Regions from separate parts of the Mus musculus genome. Here regions 2 and 3 are each linked to region 1. A link is a contact called in public ChIA-PET data. All regions are on one chromosome and are shown on one strand. The core of a region is the stretch at or near the end of the contact, and the rest is flanking DNA. Distances in the headings are between cores, read along the strand shown. Region 1 has its middle 9.3 kb from the start of Tnip1. Region 2 overlaps Rapgef6 (Rap guanine nucleotide exchange factor (GEF) 6). Region 3 overlaps Rapgef6 (Rap guanine nucleotide exchange factor (GEF) 6).

Region 1 (4,156 bases), core at 527-3,026:
GGTGGGAGGCAAATGAGAGGGAGGGGTGAGGAGAAGAAAGACACACCCTGCTATGAATTCAGGAAAGGATGGAGACAGGAAGCCAGGAATCATTCTACCTGGAACCTAGAGGTGGGCCAGGGTTTGGGGGAGTGGGTGAGGTGGGCAGGAGGGGCTTTTGAAGGCAGAGCATGAGGCTAGAGTCCTCATAGAGGTCATACCACAACCTGTGTAAGGACAAGTCCCAACTATCAGGCAGTGGGCCCCTCCCCCAGGCCCAGCTGTTCTCAGAGCTTCCAGCACATGCATTTCCTCCCATGAATGGTCCCACCCCTTCCTCTCAGCTATCACCATCTGTCAGCGATGCTGCCAGCTAGAGTAAAATCCCCTCCCTGGCACCCAGCAAAAGAGCCCTGGACTTTGACCTGGGAGGGCCCGGAAAAAAACAAAACAAAAAAACAGAAAACCAAAAGCCCAGGGGAAGAGGAAAGGGACACTCCGATTCCCGCACGTTCTCATATATATCCAAATCCAAATCCTCACAGGGCATACAGAAAGCCAGGTCACTGCCAGCCATGCCGCCCAGGGACAGACCAAAGAGAGCCAGAGTCAGATGCATGCTGTTCTGAGCACGCAGGCTATGAGAAGACAGAACCTACTGGCACGCTTAGCTCATTGTTGACCACATAAAGAAAAAAAAAATGAATTGATTAGGCCCACAAGCACACCAGAAGTACATCATCCCTGGCCACATGGGAAACACCTAGCCCAGCCCTCCAAAGTTGTTTCACACACACACACACACATACACACACACACACACACACACACACACACACACACACTGGCACGATCATCCACCCTTTCCTTGCTGTACCATCTTAGTGAACCATGTACAACTCCTGGTCCTGGGGATCTGCCTGATTGTGTGCAAGTTCTACGGAGAGACACTTAGGCTCCCTGCGGTGCCCAATAGCTGGGGATTGCTCTCTGTCCTCCCAGGCCAGCCCCCTGGGGAGCCAGGTGGTGTGTGGGCCCAAACCCAAGAAAGGAATGAAGACCTGGATAGGGTCTCCTTTCCCAAGGAGGCTTAAGACCTCAGGTGAGAGACTTACAGAGACCAGAAAGATGCTCCCATTGTAGACACTATGTCAGAAGTGTTCCAGGAAGGGTTAACAGTGCCTACTAGTCTTTGAAAGCTCCCACGGGGCCTATAAAATAGAACATGCTGGGATTTGCCCAAGGTGAGTCAAGGTCACTACCTGCCTCATGCCTCCGCTGTTCCCAAGATAAAATTCCCCAGTGAGTGAGATGAAAACCTAAAATGAAACTGCTAAGCCTTCTCGGACTCTGAACCTCATCTCTGTCACCTTCGTCAGCAGTGGCAGCAAATCTATAGTCATACTTATCATCATGGCCACCCTCCCCATGGTCTCCAAGGAAGTATAGTAGGATACACTTTAGCTTAGGCAAGGACAGGCTTCCTGAATGAGTCTCACCACCACCACCCCCCCGCCCCCCCCCCCCCCGCCCCCAGTCTTCTACCCAGGGAAGATACTACAAAGACAATGAGGTGAAGCTTTCGGAAGAGCCTCGCAGGGTGCTGGACCCCTAGGGATAGCTGGGCCCTATACCCTCTCCAACTTTCCCAGGATTCCTCTCTCTCTCTCTCTCTCTCTCTCTCTCTCTCTCCCATTCTGAAGTCCAGGCTTATGGGAGCTAGTTATTTACATAGACATGCGACCTCGTTGGGGAATTTCCCCAGACACCAGGCTTCCTTTCTGAGGTTAGGCCACCTCATTGCACTGCTCCTTCCTCTCCCATGTACCCCAGCCACCCTCAGGCTGCAGCCCCTGACATCTGGCAGGTGTAGGTCCCCGGCACACAGATTTAGTCTCAGTCTTTGACCTTGGAATGTGCCCCAAGGACCTGGGGCAAAGATATCAAAGTACTACACAGGTGAAAAGAAAATGGAAGGAGTAGGGACAGGAGCCCCAGCTACCTCCTCAACAGCTCCCTGCCTCACCCTGGGTCCTCACTTTCCCCTTCATGAGCCTCAGCCCTTCTGCCCAGTGAGAACATTGGTGAAGATCAATCACTCTGATTCTCTGCTTGGACCTGATGGGCTAAGAAGCCACTTCCTTTGACAGCACAGCCTTGCGACATCTGTTCTTGGATCCTCCTCCTTTAAGAAAACATCTTTCAACACACCCCCTTTGTATCTGTTTCCTTGGAAAGCACCACTTTGCAAAACTCATCCCTGAATCCCAGTTTTCAAATCCCGACAGGATTACACATACCCCGTTTCCTCGAAATGACTTTGAGTTTTGGTTTTTCCTTTATATATCCAGTCTCTGACCTTGATCTGAGACGGTACTTCCCGAGTACAAAAAGTGAACAAAGATGGGAGATCAGGGTACTTCAACCACGGGTTTCTGGGACTCCTGCATCAGAATAAACAATTAAAGGGGTGCTTCCAGAGCTGGGGGGTGTGGCTCTGTTCACTGGCTACTTGCTCAGCATTCATAAAGCCTTTGGCTGGATCCCAGCACTACCTAAACCAGGTGAGCCAGGTGATTCACACACTTGCAATCCCGGCACTTAAGATGTCAAGACAGGAGGACCAGGAGTTGAAGGTCATTTTGGCTATGCAGAGAATTCAAGAATTCAAAACCAGCCTGGAATACAAAAAACTCTGTCAGAGAGAGAGAGAGAGAGAGAGAGAGAGAGAGAGAGAGAATAGAGAGAGGGAGACAGAGACAGAGAGCAATGAGAATTGCTATTAACTGCCCACAAACCACAGGTCTAGATAATCTAGAAGAATGTTGAAGCTGAGCAGCCCCCTAACCAATCATCTCTTTTATGAACTCCACCCCATTATGTTCTATGTATGCACATATACTACATAGATTACTATACTATTCCTAGGTTTCTTTCTTTCTTTCTTTTCGAGACAAGGTTTCTCTGTGTAGCCCTGGCTGTCCTGATACTCACTCTGTAGATTAGGCTGGCCTCGAACTCAGAAATCTGCCTGTCTCTGCCTTACAAGTGCTGGGATTAAAGGCGTGTACCACCACTGCCCGGCTATTCCTAGGTTTCTCTCTCTCTCTCTCTCTCTCTCTCTCTCTCTCTCTCTCTCTCTCTAAAGATTCATTTATTTATTGTATGTAAGTACACTGTAGCTGTCTTCATACACACCAGAAGAGGGCATCAGATCTCATTATGGATGGTTGTGAGCCACCACGTGCTTGCTGGGATTTGAACTCGGGACTTTTTGGAAGAGCAGTCAGTGCTCTTAACTGCTGAGCCATCTCTCTAGCCCCTACTCCTAGGTTTCTAAAAACGTCAAGAAACCTTTTGGGGGGGAGAAAGGTGAGAGACAGAGACTGGCTTGGTCATAGGTGAGTCAGACACAACTGTAGGTCTGGCACGTAGCAGGTTCACAGGTGCATGCAAAATCAACTCGGATTTGGATATCTGTCCATCTGTTCAGAGTCTGGAAAAGTTTGCTTGCAGCTCCCCAGGGCAGCTCCAGGTGGAGGGGGGAATACTATGTGGATTTGAGCGGTGGCTCTGTCCCTAGCCAGACTTCTTTCTCAAGACACACCTGATGCCTTCTCCATCTCTCTCTCTCTCTCTAAGGCACCTACTGAATCAGCTCACTTCCAACCTCAACAATGTCTCAGTAGGACTATAGATGTAGCTCCGTTGGTACAGTGCTTGCCTCTCCTGCATGAGGCTCTGGGTCCTGTCCCAAGTGCTGCATGAAACTGGGTGTGAGAGATAAATAAATAAATAAAACTGGGGATGGTGGTGTATGCCTGAACCCCCAGCCTTGTAGGCAAGAGGATTGGATCACAAATTCAAGATTATCTCCCACTATATAGTGAGTTTTTGGGCCAGCGTGGGCTATTTAGGTTCTTATCTCAGGAGACAGACCTGTTCTTTATGTAAATGAGAGCCAACCCAACTAGGTAGCAGGTCCCCTTTGGGACTGTTTGCTCTCCATCACTATTGAGTATAGATGGGACTTGGAACTTGGTGGCACCCCACCACCACCACCAAGGAACAAACACACTCACCCCAGATGGGCACCGGACCAGTGAATATCAACTAGTGTATGATTCCATTCTAGAAATTGAGACCCCAGTTCTGATAAGAATGTTAGCTGGACATG
Region 2 (4,152 bases), core at 319-2,818, 350 kb after region 1:
CAGTGTTTTCAACAGGAATAATAAAAAATAAAATAATAATAAAAAACAGGTGGGACTTAGTTGTTACTATCCACAAACTAGAGGCAGTATGCTGAGTCATCTCAGAACATCTCTTCATCAGATACTCATCAATTATGAAGTGTCATAAATGGTGACGTCACAGAAAAAAAGATCCTCGCATATGGACGTAGGTCATCATATTAGCTTCCCTAGAGGAAAGTGTCAACACTGCACCAAACACACAGAGCAGTGTTAATCATAGTGATATTCCTTTATGGAAAACATGAGTGTAGTTTGGCCATGGGTAAATGTGACAGGATATAAGATTCTTTAAGTCTGCTGGGGATATGAATAACAAAAGAAGATCAGGCAACTGGAGTGGTCCAAAGTGGCACAACAATGAAATACAACTACGTTCTTAGATGAGAATCCAGACAAGAAATAAATTACTGGAACCACTAGTGAGAATTTACTAGGGACCTCAAATTGACTGTATTATCTTAACAATGTGTCCTTCCATTATTGGAGAACTCTATGGTGTTTATGTAAGAAAACTTTTGCTTTAGGAATGGTGAGACATTGTATTTGTAAACTATCTCAAACAATTCAAAAGAAGACTGATGTAAAAGGGGCCGATGCAACTTAGAGCTGTCTGTATTATTCTTGAAACTTCTTATTGTTCATGTGTACATGGGTATGTGTGGGCCAAAGGTCAATTTTGGATATCTTACTCAAATATTCTCCACTATGTTTTAAGACAGAGTCTCAGCCCAAACCCCTAACTCATGAATTCAGCTGGCTGGCTGGTCACCTCTGCTTCCCCACTGCTCCAATTACAGGCACACATCAATGTGCCCAGATTTTTTTTTTATATGAGTTCTGACAGACTCAGGTCCCTATATTTGCATTTGTCTGATAAGCCCTAACTAAACTGAGCCATCTCCCTACTTTATTTCTTAAACTTTTCTATAAGTTTTAAATTATTAAAATACAGGGGTCTTTGCCAAAGACAAAATGATAATATGAATTAGTCTATGTATTCTATTTATGTTTTCCTTTCTTTTCTCTTTTTTTGGGGGTGGGGGGGACAATTTCATATAGCTGAGTATGGCCTTGAACTTGCTTTATACAGCTGAAGCTACTCTTGGACTCAGGATTCTCTTGCTTCTATCTTAGTGTGGGAATGATTCAGGTGTGTAACCACCATACCCAGCCATACTCACCTTTTCTGCACACAAAACTTATACTAAGAGACAGTTCTAAGAATTCAATTCCCAGGAAAAAACTGACATGGCATCACTTGTATTTCCTCTCTATGCTATTAAGTTGTCCATCTGCCAATTAATAATGACATATTTTGCAAATAAGGCTAGCTTAAAAAGAGAAACGTGTATTTTAGTTTCAATTATACTTGACTTACTTTATATCTAGGGGGTCTTCATAGAGACTGGAATGACAAAGAATATTGGAGATACAGAGAAGGAAATACAGAGATTGCTGTGTTGAGTGTAATAATACTAAAACTCCAGATTTTCCTCACTCAGTCATAACTTCACTTCCTGTATCTCTTCCGTTTTCAATTTAAAGAAAGGTTCAGAGAAGCCACAGCTCATTTCAAGCTAACAAGAGCTCTGCACCTTCACTGTGGACTCTGTGTGTTTGTGGCTAGTCTTTAAATTTCCTTTTCCTGTCTCCCCACTAAAATTGCTTGCTTTCTTCTTGCTAACACCCACTATCAAGGTCTTACATATGTAAAAAAATAAGATTTGATCAGTATAATCTAAAATAATATTATATCAATTTGGATACTAAATGGCAATAATTACCCCTTATCATTCAGATGTGTAAGAAACAATTAGACATCAACAAGCTAGTGAAGAATTTTACATTACTCATAAAAGTGGTCTAAAGCCTATTTTTAAAGCAAGATGAAAGATCTGAATGCAGTTTCTAGAACAAAAAGTAAAAACACCCACCTTGATTACAATGTGTCCTTTCCTGGTTCCGCTCCGGTCTAGCTCACGGTGCTCATGTACCATGACAATCTCTCCCTCTTCCTCAACTTTGTGAGTATTTTTTTCCACATGATTTAAAATTCTCCAATAGTCTTGTTGAGCTATGCAGACAAACTGTCCAAGAATAACATGGGGACAGTTAAGGAACCTATAGTACATAAACACATCACTATGCACCAAGGCAGAGCACAACGGCAAGAAATCAAGCGGCATAAGCTCTTTCTCATTCAATTTTGTTAACTCTAAACAAAAATCAAGGTAAACAATTCACACAGAGACCAAAGTGGAATCTTCTGAATTCTGCTCTAAAAGGAGAAGTGAACATCCACTTCTCTCAAACAGACACTATGCAAAGAAATCATGAAGCAGGAGTAAGTTAGAAACAAACAACTCACAAGTTCCTATTTCCTTCCTTTTTTGAAAACAGCCTGAACTGGATAATAAGAGTTTGAATGCTCAAACAAACCAACATTTATTTGAAACATTCTCTTAAAAATTTATACTTTGCTCAAGTCAACAAAATTTGAGAAAAATATAAAATCTACTTTCTCTTGTTAACTGCAGGCTATAGAAAATCCTAATTCTCAACTAATGCTGTTTAATTTTGAGCAAGAGAGAGAAAAGCAGCTCCGCCATTTTCATCACTAAGGAGAGAGAGCACCGAGCAGAGCAGGCGTACCTGACAATCATCGACTTTGGTCCTGACAGCTCCATGCATGTGCTGCTTATCCAGCGTGGGGACAATCCCAAAACTATTTCCCATGAAGAGATTTTCTATTTTCCCATCTGGATGACTAATTTCTACAGTGCCATTTAAAATGACATACCATGAGTCAAGCTATAGAGGAAAAGAAAGGTGTTATAATCTTTTTAAAAGGATAGTTATAAGTTAACTTTGAACAACAATAAAAAAAAAAACATGTAAAATGAGACCTGGCTCTATTATTCAGTAATTATTCAACAATATCCTATGTCTTGTCTATACAAAACTACTGGTTTCTTTCACTTTCTTCTTTTAGTCACCAAAGGAATTTCATAATCGGCCACTTTCTCTAAGGCAAAATACTGTAGTGTTTAAGAGAATAATTCTTACTTTAAAGACAATTTATTTTATGTGCATGAGTATATGTATATGCACAATATGTGTGCCCTAGGTCTCCAGATAAGTGCTTCATACTCCCAAAAACTGGACTTACAGACAATTGAGAGGTGTTCCCTATCTCCGATAAGAAGACCCAGGGCTCTCAACTGCTAAGCCATCTATTAGGAGCACAAATTCCTAAAATCCAGGCCCTGCCACTGAGCAGCACAGTGATTTTCACCAAGTTATATAATGTCCCCAGGCCTCAGTTTATTCCTAAACAATTGTTTTTGTTTTTTTAAAAGTAATACAGAACTCCTAAAGGAGATGGCCAACTTAATAAAGACCAAATACTTAGAACAGTGTCCAACATATAATCGTTCTAATGATAAAAACTAGCAAAGCCTGAATTTTAATACACAGCTAACAAATTCTCTCTCTATATATATATATATTATGTTATAAATTTGTGCTAATAATAAAAACAATTCTTCATTTATATGAAATCGTGAGGGAGATTTATTTTTGGTGTGTGCTGAAACATGTTGCTACAATGTTTGTGTGAAGGCTGAAGGATAAAAAGTAGGAATTGTTTCTCTCCTGCTATGTGAGTACCATGAATTGAAAGAGAGGTTAGGCTTAGTGGCAAGTTCCTTTACCCACAGAGCCATATTGGTGGCCGGGGAGATGACATGTATGCATGTACACATTTCTAATTTTAAAGATTTATTTTAGTTTATGTGTATGAATGCTTTACCTCTATGGATTTAAGTGTATCATGTGTATGACTGTTGGATCCCCTGAAACTGCCACCTATTCAGCCCAAAGCTGTATTATTGTTTTTTAAGATTTATTTGTTTTTATATACACTGGTGTTTTGCCCACATTTGGGTCTATGTGAGGGTGTCAGGTCCCCTGGAACTGGAGTTACAGACAGCTGTAAGCTGCCATGTAGGTGCTGGGAATTGAACCCAGGTACTCAAGAAGTACAGTAGATGCTCTTGACTGGTGAGCCATCTCTCCAGCCCCCACAGCTGTATTTTTAAAAGTCTTCTG
Region 3 (4,174 bases), core at 529-3,028, 400 kb after region 1:
TGATTAACAAGAGATTAGGGAGAGTATTGACGGAGATATATAAAAGGTTGGATTGATCAGTGTATACTGTATGCAAGTGATGACAGGACACTGATATAGTCTATAAAAAGTACACATGAACAAATACTGAGTTCCAAATTAGTTAATTGTGGCATATTGTTATAATAGAGCACTATGCACTCATTCAAAATGTAAAAGAAAATCTAGCAGCAAAGATTTTAAACTATATATAAGCTTTTAAAAATCACAACACGTTTAAAAAATTTAAAATAGTCATTGTATATAATAAGGTAAAAGACAGTTTAATTAGTAACAGGAAATTCATATACATATAATGTATATGTATGTACGTGTACACACACACACACACACACACACACACACACACACACACACACACAGAGATGATATACCAGGTAAAGGGCTCTCAAGACAGGGTTTCCTCTGTGTATACCTGGCTGTCCTCAAACTCACAGAGATCCATCTGCCTTTGTCTCCGGAGTGCTGGAATTAAAGGTGTGGGCCACTACTGCCCAGTAATAAACTGTGTATTTAAAAAGAAACTGTTTCTCTGTGTGGCTCCAGTATTAGTTGCAAATTTTGGAACCAGTATGTTTATTTTCAGAAACAGAACACATTCTATTAATGAAATTAGGCAAATGTGACAGACTCTTTAAAGCTGCCTTGAATCCTATTCTTATTTTAGTAAGCCAATTTCCTGACTATCCTCTTCTACCCTGCCATATAATGAGAGCATTTCTTTCCTGAAAACGAAAGCAACAGACTCTTGTCAGTTTCTGCAACCAACTCTCCCATCTCTCTAATACTGTCACTTAAAACTCAGACCAAAGGAGGACAGCTGTAGGGATGCCCATGGGCCTATTCTTCAAATTATTTCATTTCTCAGTCTAAAAAGATGTTATCTGCAACAACAGAGTTAAAAAAAAAAAAAAAAAGACTTCTAAAGCAACAGCTTCCTTTCTCTAGCTTTAACAAAGTTCAATGTTTCATTTGCTTCTTTACTTTAATACACATTTCTACACTAGTGCCTGTTTTTATGAGTGACTAACAGTCCTGCAGGCCAAGGAGAACTGCCATGGTTTTCTTTCTTTTGTTATTTTTTCCATCATATTAAGTTTTCCCATTAGTCGACTGCCTGAGTTCTCAGATTTAATTTACATCCTAATTCAGTCACTACAAAGGCAAGAAAATTCACAAATTTATGTACTAAGCTACCACAAATACTTATTTTGGTTAATTACTCTAAGTAAAACTAAAGCTAAAGCAAAATTCCCACAGATAAGAAAATTTCTAGTTAATCCAACAGTCAAGTAGTAATGTTTTTAAAAACTGTTTATTTTACCATAACTTTTACATGTAGAGACCAAAAACCACTTAAATTAAAGACATTTTATGTGAAAATCAAGGATCCATAAAAAAGTCTGACATATACTCACCGAAAGGTAGTTATTAATATCCACTCCATCTATTATGGTTTGGCGTTCTCCTTTATAGTTAATTTTCCGAAACCTTCGTCGAGACTGTCTGGCAGGAATTTCTCTTTGTAAAATACTGTCTTCATTATCTTTGGAATTCTCTACCTGAAATACATGTTCAGATTCCTGATTAAATATCCAGTTTTTCCATCTTTCAGACAGTCTATGAAGTCTTAAAAGGCTCATAAGGAAGCTTCATTTATTCCTGCCAAGAATGTGCCTGAAGAAACAGTCTGTACAAGGCAATGTTCTGAGTTGAAAGAGATTAAAGACAATGTTTTTATAAAGAACTAGAGACCACAGTTTCCTTCCAGGAAACTGTCTGTCTTGAGCACATAAACATATCCGTCTAAGTAAAGTCTCTTACCAGAAATGAAGGCTGTTAGCTACACCTACACATTCAATAATTATGACTTGGATGTTAGTCTAATTACAAACTGCCTTATTATGCATTTACTTTACTTACCAAACAATCATGGCTATCATTTTAGTGAACTACTGAAAAGCAAAACAAAATTACTCTATTATTTGATAGAAACTTTTTTTGTCCACCTTAATGCATAACAACATCAGTAAGGATGGCAACTTTAAAAACAACAGAGAAGCTGTTATACAGCCCACTTAAAATAGACATATTATATATATGTGTGTGTGTGTGTGTGTGTGTGTGTGTGTGTATGTATATATATATATATTTTTAAAAAATCTACAACATTATCTCTAGGTAAAAAAACAAAATGAAACCCCCAAGGACTAGTATCTTTCCAGGTCACAAGAGTGACCCTTACTAAAGGTGAGCTGGCAGGACTATCTAATTGCAAAACCTGTAATCTTGACGTAAGACTGCTATCCAATTACAGAGTATATATCACTACTATAAAAACTAACAATATCGCCGGGCAGTGGTGGCACGCCTTTAATCCCAGCACTTGGGAGGCAGAAGCAGGCAGATTTCTGAGTTCGAGGCCAGCCTGGTCTACAAAGTGAGTTCCAGGACAGCCAGGGCTATACAGAGAAACCCTGTCTCGAAAAAACAAAACAAAAAAACCAACCCCCACAAACAAATAAAAAAAAGTTATTTTAAAAAACAATATTTTAAAAAAGATTTATTTTTCACTTATATGCCCATATGTGTATATGTCTGAGTGAGTCAATACTACACATGTGCTGGTACCTAGGGAGACCAGAAGAGGACATGGGATTCCCTGGAGCTGTGAGAAGCTCTATGTGGGTGCTGGGAACCAAACCTGAGTCCTCTCTAAGAACATTCTCTTCAGCTCTCTAAACTTAAATCTTTGTTCAAACGTATATTGTTAAGTTCTAAATTATACTTTATAACTAACCTAACATAGAAATTATTTTTTTTCCTCTACAACTACTTTTCCTACTAATATCACATCTCTCTGCTATCACAAAATATGCTTTAGGCAATGAATTAAGCAATTCAGTCAACAATCAATTTCCAGCTCCATGCTCATCTTCCAAAGACCAGATCCATTTCTCAGGAGGTCAATATTGTTTGTACATGTCCCTTTCCTAACACCTTTTCTTTTTTTTTTTCTTCCCTGAGACAGGGTTTCTCTGTGTAGCCTTGGCTGTCCTGAAACTCACTTTGTAGACCAGGCTGGCCTCAAACTCAGAAATCCACCTGCCTCTGCCTCCCAAGTGCTGGGATTAAAGGTGTGCACCACTACCGCCCAGCCACCTTTTCTTTTAACAGTATCATCACCATCCCTTACCTGAGTTTTAATCACTTCAGTCTTATAATACATCAACAGTGATCCTGTTGCTTTAGACATGTTCTCCAATCACATACTGTAGTCAGATAAGCTACCAAGATAATCATCCTGTCAGGTGTCCTAATATGACAATGGACAGCCAATGTTTACCATACTTATTGAAATTTTAAAAATTCATTTTATGTGTATAGGTTTTTTTTCTGCATGTATGTCTGTGCACTACATACGTCTGGTGTCTGCAGGGGCCAGAAAGCGGCACTGGACCCTCTGGAACTGGGGTGTTGAAAACTGAACTCAGCTTCTCTAAAGAGCAGCCAGTACTGTTAATCAGCATCATCTCCCTACCCTTGATAAATTTAAACTCTTACTCCTGATATTCAAAGCCATATATCTCTCTTCCTTAAACTATTTTTTCTCCCAAGACAGATTCTTGCTCTGTATCTGTGTCTGACCTTGAACTTGCAATATTCCTGGAATATTCACACAATTATACTTATTTATTCACACAATTATACTTATTTATGGGACATATTATATATGCACTTGCAGTATACTTATCATTTTATTTACTGCACATGGTTCTATGACATAAATGAAGCCTCACTGTTATAGGTCTATTTCTTATATTTATTTCTCTGAAATGAGTACTCTTTTTCTTTAGATTTATTTTATTCTTTGTGTATGGGAGTTTGTCTGCATGTATATATGCTTTACAAGTGTAGGCCCGATGGCTGCACCTGTAGAAATCAAAAACATGCAACAGAACTGGAATAACAGGTTGTGAGCTATCATGTGGGTGCTAGGAATCGAACCTGGGTCCTCTGCAAGAGCACAACTGTTAACTGTTGAGTATCTCTCCAGCCCTAAAATGTGTATTCTTTGTTGGTTTAAAAAGTTCCCTTGGTACTCGGAAGTACTGTAGTCTTGTTCTAGTTACCA

What was found. ChIA-PET counts read pairs in DNA pulled down with a chosen protein or histone mark.
Region 2: an RNA polymerase II ChIA-PET map of effector CD8 T cells shows a contact between it and region 1, with 7 read pairs. The contact joins two enhancer-like sites. A contact is called at or near these places in 1 of 484 Hi-C or Micro-C datasets (CD4 T cells), 2 of 115 datasets of contacts at active chromatin or transcription factors (effector CD8 T cells and memory CD8 T cells) and 1 of 9 other capture datasets (liver).
Region 3: a contact with region 1 is called in an RNA polymerase II ChIA-PET map of memory CD8 T cells, with 2.6 times the contacts expected there. The contact joins two enhancer-like sites. A contact is called at or near these places in 1 of 15 datasets of contacts at CTCF or cohesin (pro-B cells), 1 of 115 datasets of contacts at active chromatin or transcription factors (memory CD8 T cells) and 1 of 9 other capture datasets (liver).

What each region holds. Positions count from the first base shown.
Region 1 is chr11:54,970,146-54,974,301 of GRCm38.p6, reverse strand. No RefSeq gene overlaps it. Among named protein-coding and RNA genes, the nearest start is that of Tnip1, 9.3 kb to the right of the region's middle. Within about 2 kb of position 1,776, at least 131 of the 459 cell types and tissues checked have an H3K27ac peak or open chromatin away from gene starts, as enhancers often do. A contact at or near this core is called in effector CD8 T cells and memory CD8 T cells, where this site is marked.
Region 2 is chr11:54,624,562-54,628,713 of GRCm38.p6, reverse strand. Rapgef6 (Rap guanine nucleotide exchange factor (GEF) 6) reads right to left here. Exons shown (of 29, transcript NM_001252494.1): 10 at 2,695-2,853; 11 at 1,977-2,129. Among named protein-coding and RNA genes, the nearest start is that of Rapgef6, 100 kb to the right of the region's middle. Within about 2 kb of position 1,568, at least 34 of the 459 cell types and tissues checked have an H3K27ac peak or open chromatin away from gene starts, as enhancers often do. A contact at or near this core is called in effector CD8 T cells and memory CD8 T cells, where this site is marked.
Region 3 is chr11:54,565,780-54,569,953 of GRCm38.p6, reverse strand. Rapgef6 (Rap guanine nucleotide exchange factor (GEF) 6) reads right to left here. Exons shown (of 29, transcript NM_001252494.1): 6 at 1,458-1,601. Among named protein-coding and RNA genes, the nearest start is that of Rapgef6, 45 kb to the right of the region's middle. Within about 2 kb of position 1,778, at least 26 of the 459 cell types and tissues checked have an H3K27ac peak or open chromatin away from gene starts, as enhancers often do. A contact at or near this core is called in memory CD8 T cells, where this site is marked.